Regions from separate parts of the Mus musculus genome. Here region 2 is linked to region 1. The links are chromatin contacts, called in public Hi-C maps. All regions are on one chromosome and are shown on one strand. Each heading gives the region's core, a stretch centred on a gene start, on an enhancer-like site or on the middle of the called end of the contact. The rest is flanking DNA. Distances are from core to core; before and after follow the strand shown. Region 1 overlaps Kcnip4 (Kv channel interacting protein 4). Region 2 overlaps Kcnip4 (Kv channel interacting protein 4).

What was found. A called contact is a pair of places that touch in the nucleus more often than the background predicts.
Region 2: a Hi-C map of olfactory sensory neurons shows a contact between it and region 1, with 1.6 times the contacts expected there. The contact joins two enhancer-like sites. A contact is called at or near these places in 2 of 484 Hi-C or Micro-C datasets (nephron progenitors and olfactory sensory neurons), 1 of 115 datasets of contacts at active chromatin or transcription factors (embryonic stem cells) and 2 of 9 other capture datasets (adipose tissue and pancreatic islet).

Annotation. Positions count from the first base shown.
Region 1 is chr5:48,502,462-48,505,579 of GRCm38.p6, forward strand. The region is part of intron 2 of Kcnip4 (Kv channel interacting protein 4); the gene reads right to left. Among named protein-coding and RNA genes, the nearest start is that of Gm52772, 74 kb to the left of the region's middle. Within about 2 kb of position 1,465, at least 4 of the 459 cell types and tissues checked have an H3K27ac peak or open chromatin away from gene starts, as enhancers often do. A contact at or near this core is called in olfactory sensory neurons, where this site is marked.
Region 2 is chr5:48,587,429-48,590,546 of GRCm38.p6, forward strand. All of the region lies in intron 1 of Kcnip4 (Kv channel interacting protein 4), which reads right to left. Among named protein-coding and RNA genes, the nearest start is that of Gm52772, 160 kb to the left of the region's middle. Within about 2 kb of position 1,508, at least 2 of the 459 cell types and tissues checked have an H3K27ac peak or open chromatin away from gene starts, as enhancers often do. A contact at or near this core is called in olfactory sensory neurons, where this site is marked.

The DNA.
Region 1 (3,118 bases), core at 215-2,714:
TCCCAATTTAAACAAAAACATGTATAAACATAAACATACATATAATCATGTATTTAAAGCTTCCTCTTTTGTATGAGCTCCTGACTATTATCAGTACATACCCTTTTAGTTATTATAACATCATTTGAATAAGCAGGAAAATGTTTGCTATTTTTTAGAGATAAAGTAAATGACTCATTTATCTAGGAAACATAGCCACAGGCTTTGCCAGTATTTTGTTGTTGGAGGAAAAGCAATTTCTATTCATATTTGTGATGCTGGTAGAAAGTTTTCATACTAAACCATAGGTAATGTGGTCTATCATATTCCTTAATTTTATAAATATGCATTCATACACAAGCATGGTCATGTTTTGGGATTAAGATTAATGTTATGAAAAATCATGTGACTCTGAGAATTTGGTACTGGTTCTAAAGATAACTAAATGTACAGAATTTAGGTATAACATCTTTGTATGTTTCCCTGATCCACCCTCTTCCTACCATTAGTGCTTTGAGTAAAGAAGTTGATTATTTTTTTCTTTTTCCTTTTTCTTTTTTACAGTTCCACATGGGGTTTATGGTGGGGGAAGGGGGGAGGTGATGACAAAGACAAGGAGAAGGAGAGAGAAAGATCAGAGGGGCTGCCTTTATTTGGATTGTGATATAGCCACTAGCAGGTAAAGGTGGGAGTGAGTCAAGTGGATGCTGGGAATGTATGGCAGTACCATGGCAACAGATGTGTGGGTCTCTGTGGCCTATGTGTGATGTCACTGGGTTCAGAGACAATCTGCCATGCTGGTTCCTGATACCAACATAGCTCCTTTTTTCTTATCATCAAGAGGAAAAAAAAAGGGCGGGGGGGGGCGAGGAGGGAGAACCCAATGGTGAACAGGAAATAGGGACACTGTGTCTTTTAAACTGCTTCCTGCTGTCTAGGGGTGTCGTCAAAAGAAGTTAATTTTATCAGCAATATTATCACACACTTTGGTGTTCCATCTTCTCATTTTGCCTAGCCAATAGGAAGGACTAAAATGGGATCTCAGGGGAAACAAGGGCAGAACTGAAGATGTACAGTCTACAATCTGGAAGCAGAAGTCTAGACTCACTGCTTTCCAAGATTTCTTTTAAACGTGAAGACCTATGAATAAATCAAATATAGTCAAATTTACAGGGGACTGTTCAGTAGACGCCAGAGGTGATGAAGACATATCTCCCTGAAAAAAATGTTGGAAATATAGGTTTCATAGATCTGGAAACCCAACTCTGCTATTTATGAAAGTTTTGTTTTTGTATCAATAAATTTTAGATATTTTATGTGATTAAATAATCACTTTTTAGATCTTATTAGATGAGCTACAACTTGTCAATTATTTATTCTGATGGTGCTTCATGTGCTAAGTGTTATGTGTGAACTATATGATTTAATCCTGTGCTAATAATACACTTTCCAGATGATAACAGAGCTTTCTGAGTCTCCAGTGTGCTATGCTCCTTTCTTCCATAAACCAGGTTCTTTTTCAGGCTCTCAGTTATTACTTCATCAGGGATGCTTGCCCTGAACCACATCATATCTTTTCCTAACTTACATCCACTTTTAAGAGCAGAAGCACGATTTTACTTCCTTCTTAATACTCATTCCATCAAGAGGGGATTATCTTTGTTTTCATGTTATTTCTACCCTCCCAAAATCAGTGCCAAGAGACATGTAACTTGAAAAATGTTCTCTCTTAGAGTATTCTTCATGTTTCATATGGACTCTGTAAATAAATCCAAGATAGTATTGTGGAGTAAAGATTAAATAAGGAAACTGTGGATCAAAATATCCCAGGAATTTGTTTCATAGCAATCACAACAAGAACCCAATATGTTCTAGGATGCTGGTGTCTGTTTTGGATACCTCTGGGGCTAATTATATTTGATGTTAATTCCATTCTCCTGTGAGTAGTTGCATCCAAGGAATGAGTCAGCACTCAGGTGATTTCCTGTAAACCTGCTTCCCACCTTAATTTGTAAAATAAAGGAGAGCTGATGATTGGGCAGATAAAAGGGAAGGTGGAGCAGAAGGTGTGGAGAGGAAGAGGGAGAAAATGGATGAGGGAGAGGATGCAGAGGAGGAAGAAGAAAAGCAGAGCAGAAGCACATGGCCTGGAGAAACCACAAATTCTAAGGGGTCTCATAGATGTGGAAGATGGTAGTGTAGCAGTAGATCTGCCCTATCTAGGCGCACAACATTTAATCCTATTAACTGAGTTGTGTTTTCATTGCCTGGACATCTTTGGGTTGGAGATTTACTGTAACAGGTGTCCATTTACTTCTTTAAGTTATTGTTGGAAGAAGGAAATGCACCAAAGAGTGCTGTAGCACAAGCTTTAAAGAATTGAATTTACATCTCAGAGAGAAAGCTGGCAGTAGTTTGGTGACCAGTACAGTGGTGGGTGGGGAAGCAACAAGGGAGGAAGGAACAACTTCAGAAAGTAGGTAGCTGATAATGGCAGGCAAGTGACCCCGGGGACTCCTGGATCCACTGCAGGGTGAGGCAATTGGGCTGCTGCATTTGTCTGAGGTTCATCAACAGTCTGGGATGGGCATTAAAAGATCAGTAGGAAGTTGAGTCCTCAGAGGACAGGGAGGTGAGCCCAAAACTTGAATTAGACAATTCTTACTTTAGTAGACAGCTGTTTCTAGTCTCTATCCTCACCTCATTTCTCACTGTTGTTCAGAAGTTATTAACACCAAGAAGAACTCTACATCCTAAATGAATGTGCACAAGATCACATCAATTTCTAATTTTCAGTCACTATCAGGTGGCTTGAGTGGAGAAGGACAAAGAGCATCGCCTGAACTGGTTACTCCTTCCTCTTAGAGTCATGCACTGCTCTCTAAAACCTCTTGGTGGTAGTTGGAATTCTGGACTTCAACCATCAAAGTCAAGAAATGTGCTTAAAATGTTAATTTTGAGAGTTGTAATTTTTACCTTTTATTAAATATTTTATCTCTGAACACTTGAAAATATATGGTCTTTCATAAAACACTTTACCATGTGCTACTTCTTTTACAGCATGGCAAGAATAATATTTCAAGTCTGCATTGAAATACGACTGAAAGTGAAGAAAGAGGAGGGATGAAGAGGGTGGTGT
Region 2 (3,118 bases), core at 258-2,757, 85 kb after region 1:
GCTTTTCACAGTTATTCAATGTTTGGATGAAAGTTATGACGAACATTTGAACATTTGTTATGGAGGCTTGAGGCTCACAGTGTTTATTGTCCTTGGGCAACATAGTTCTGACTGTCCTTAAAGTGCTTATTTGCTACCATGAAAGTAAGTGCTTTTGATTAATTTGAAACATCAATTTTCTTGCCCTTTGAAAGAAGGAGAGAATCTATTGTGGAGTAGTTCATGATGACAGAGGACAGCAGCAAGTGCAATTTATAGTAAGGTCTTATTATTATGTTAAAATAAAAAGTTTAGAAATCTCTCATTTGTTTACTTCAAGATGATGATGATGATGATCCCTTTTTTTTTTTTTTAAAGACAGGGTATCTTTATATAGTCTTGTCTATCTTATAACTTGATTTGTAGACTATTGTAGTTTCAAACTCAGAGATCTGCCTGCCTCTGCCTTCTGAATGCTGGGACTAAAGGTCTGTGCCACCAGTACCCAAATAACATTTGTTTGTAAGGAAGAGAAGTAGACAGAAAACATCAAGGCTGGGTGTTTAAATTTAACCCTTCTCATGAGATCTATCTTCATCCTTTATTACCATAGTTAATTATTCAAACAGACCTTACCTAAATTTAAATTTGGCAGACTTAAGACATACAGGAAAGGAAGAATAGCCAGGGTTCTAGTCTCTTCCCTAAAGCCCATTTATTCCTGGGGATCTCTTCAGATCACTGTTGCTGTCTCTGAATTCATACACTGTTGGACACTCTGTCAGTGTTTCTATGCAACACATGGCATTTCAGAAGTCCTGCTATGCTGCCTTTACCAGCAGTCTTTCTGTGACTCACTCTTCTGCAATACAAAGTGTAAGTTTTCCAGGAAAGAATGTGGTGCCATAGGAAATGCCACCACTAATATCCTTTGAAAGTGTGTAAGTTCTCAGAGCAGGGAACTGATTATAGGGCTGCCATGGTTCAAGGTCTCTGACTATCCATACCCACTGGACACACACTGCTTTCCATTGCCGAGCTTAAACATCTTTAAAGAGGGTGAATACCTTCTGTAAAAACCTTATACCAGAGTTTAAACTTTTACCTACAGCTCTAGCATGCTTAAGCACCTCTGGGTACAGTAGGATAAGGACATCCATATCGTGGAAATTTTTCTCAAACAGACTTAGAAAGCCATTGACAGGAACAGTCCCCATTACTGGCAAATTTGTGAATTTGAAATATATTAACTAGGCAAGTCATTCCTGTGGCTTACAAAGATTTTTCAGCTTCAGAATTTCTTTGCTGACTTTCCACTTTTTCTTGAGTAAATTCTATAAAATATTAAGCTGTGTATTGGCTTTATTGTTGACTCATCATAGCAGGGATGCACAACACTGAAGCTGTATTCTTATGTGCACATTAAACTTTTAGTCTGAGATTTTGCTCTTGCAATATTCTAATGAACTACGTTTACAAAGAGTGCTCGCTCTGTAATTGCTGTCTGTGAGGCAATGATCTGACTGATTCCCTTTGGGTCTCTTTAAACCTTCACAGGAGTGGGAAGGAGTTAATCTTCTGTTTTCAGTCAAGTGATGTTTAGAAGCCTGTACTAATTTCACCTTCAGTGAACCAGTGGCGTTCAAGATGCTGGAAACAGCAAGGACAGATGTATCATTTGCGTACTCAGTCAGGTGTGCCTGGCTTCTCATCGTTTTATCATTTCCCCTTGTAATTTGTTTAAATCCAGAATCCCATCATTAGCTTATATCACTGCTGCAAAATTGTTGACATTCTTTCATTTATTCATTAGAGACTTTCTGCGGATAGGTTATTCATAACTACAAATTGGCTGAACTATAAAGTCACATATCTTTAATTGTGTACTATATGAAGTCAAGTTTGGAACTCAATTTGAAATGTACTATCCTGATTTTATGACACTAGGATACTTTAGTCCATACTTTCACTCATCACTGATTTAGAAGAAAGGTCTCTGCATTGTGTCAAATGTTAGAATAAGGCAGTAAGAAACACCGCAACTAAACACTCCAGCTTCTAATGACTCCACTTTGATACCAGTTCTGGCACTGAGCAGCATATCAGCTAGACCACTTCCTTGTATCTTTGATTGCATTGTATATGATAATGGATAGACAAGATGGTTACTAACCTTTAAAATATGGCAGAACTGATTCTAAGATAAGTACAAACACACATCCACAAACTCAGCAAATTCACATTATGTTTCTTGGCAACTTTTTTTTTTTTTTTTTTTTTTTTTTTTTTTTGTGATGCTTAGTATTTTGCCAGCAACAACTGTACAAAAGATGGGACACTTGTGGGCTGGTTAAAAAATCTGAGCTATAACACTAAGCTTTAGTGTGGACTTGCTATCTAACAAGTTGAGGGTGTATCTTTCATTTCAAAATCATGGTCAGGGCTCAGAACTCTCTAAAAACTGGTGTTATAATGATAACATGCTATGATGATACAGATAAGATCTGTATATGAATATAAACAAGGTTCAGAATGCTTTAACGATTTATTGTGGATCCATAGTAAGAATGCTAATGTTTTCTAAATTTAGTCTTGTCCTTCCTTTATTCAAATACTTTCAAAGATTCACAGAGGACTCTGGATAAGTCAATTGTTTATCTGAACCTACAACATAGAGGTTGGATGCGCTTTTGTACCTTCTTGCTCCAAATGCGTATGATTCTTGTGTCATTAGTAAGATGCCCCATTGCCTTACCTGTGACGAGCCTGGGTATATGTGTGTGGATTTCATCTTCCTGGTATACGCCTAAGGACTTGACTTCAATGAGAAAATGTTCCCTTTGGGTTCTGGATTAAGAGACGTCCGTTAATTGTCTACTGGCTCTATGTTTAAGGGCCTATGGCAACGTGTAGAAGCACGTGACAAAGGAAGATACTCAGAAGCCAAGGAGTAGGGATTATGAGAAGAATGGGACCAGGAAAGGAGAAGCCTCCAAGGAGGGCATGCCTCTCATGTCCTCCTTCCTGAAGACAGCCACTATATCTCCATAACCTCCGCCGTAATGCCATTAAGTCATGCACTCAGCAGATTACTAATCAGTGATTAGGTCACAATCCTCCTAAGACAAACCACCTCACA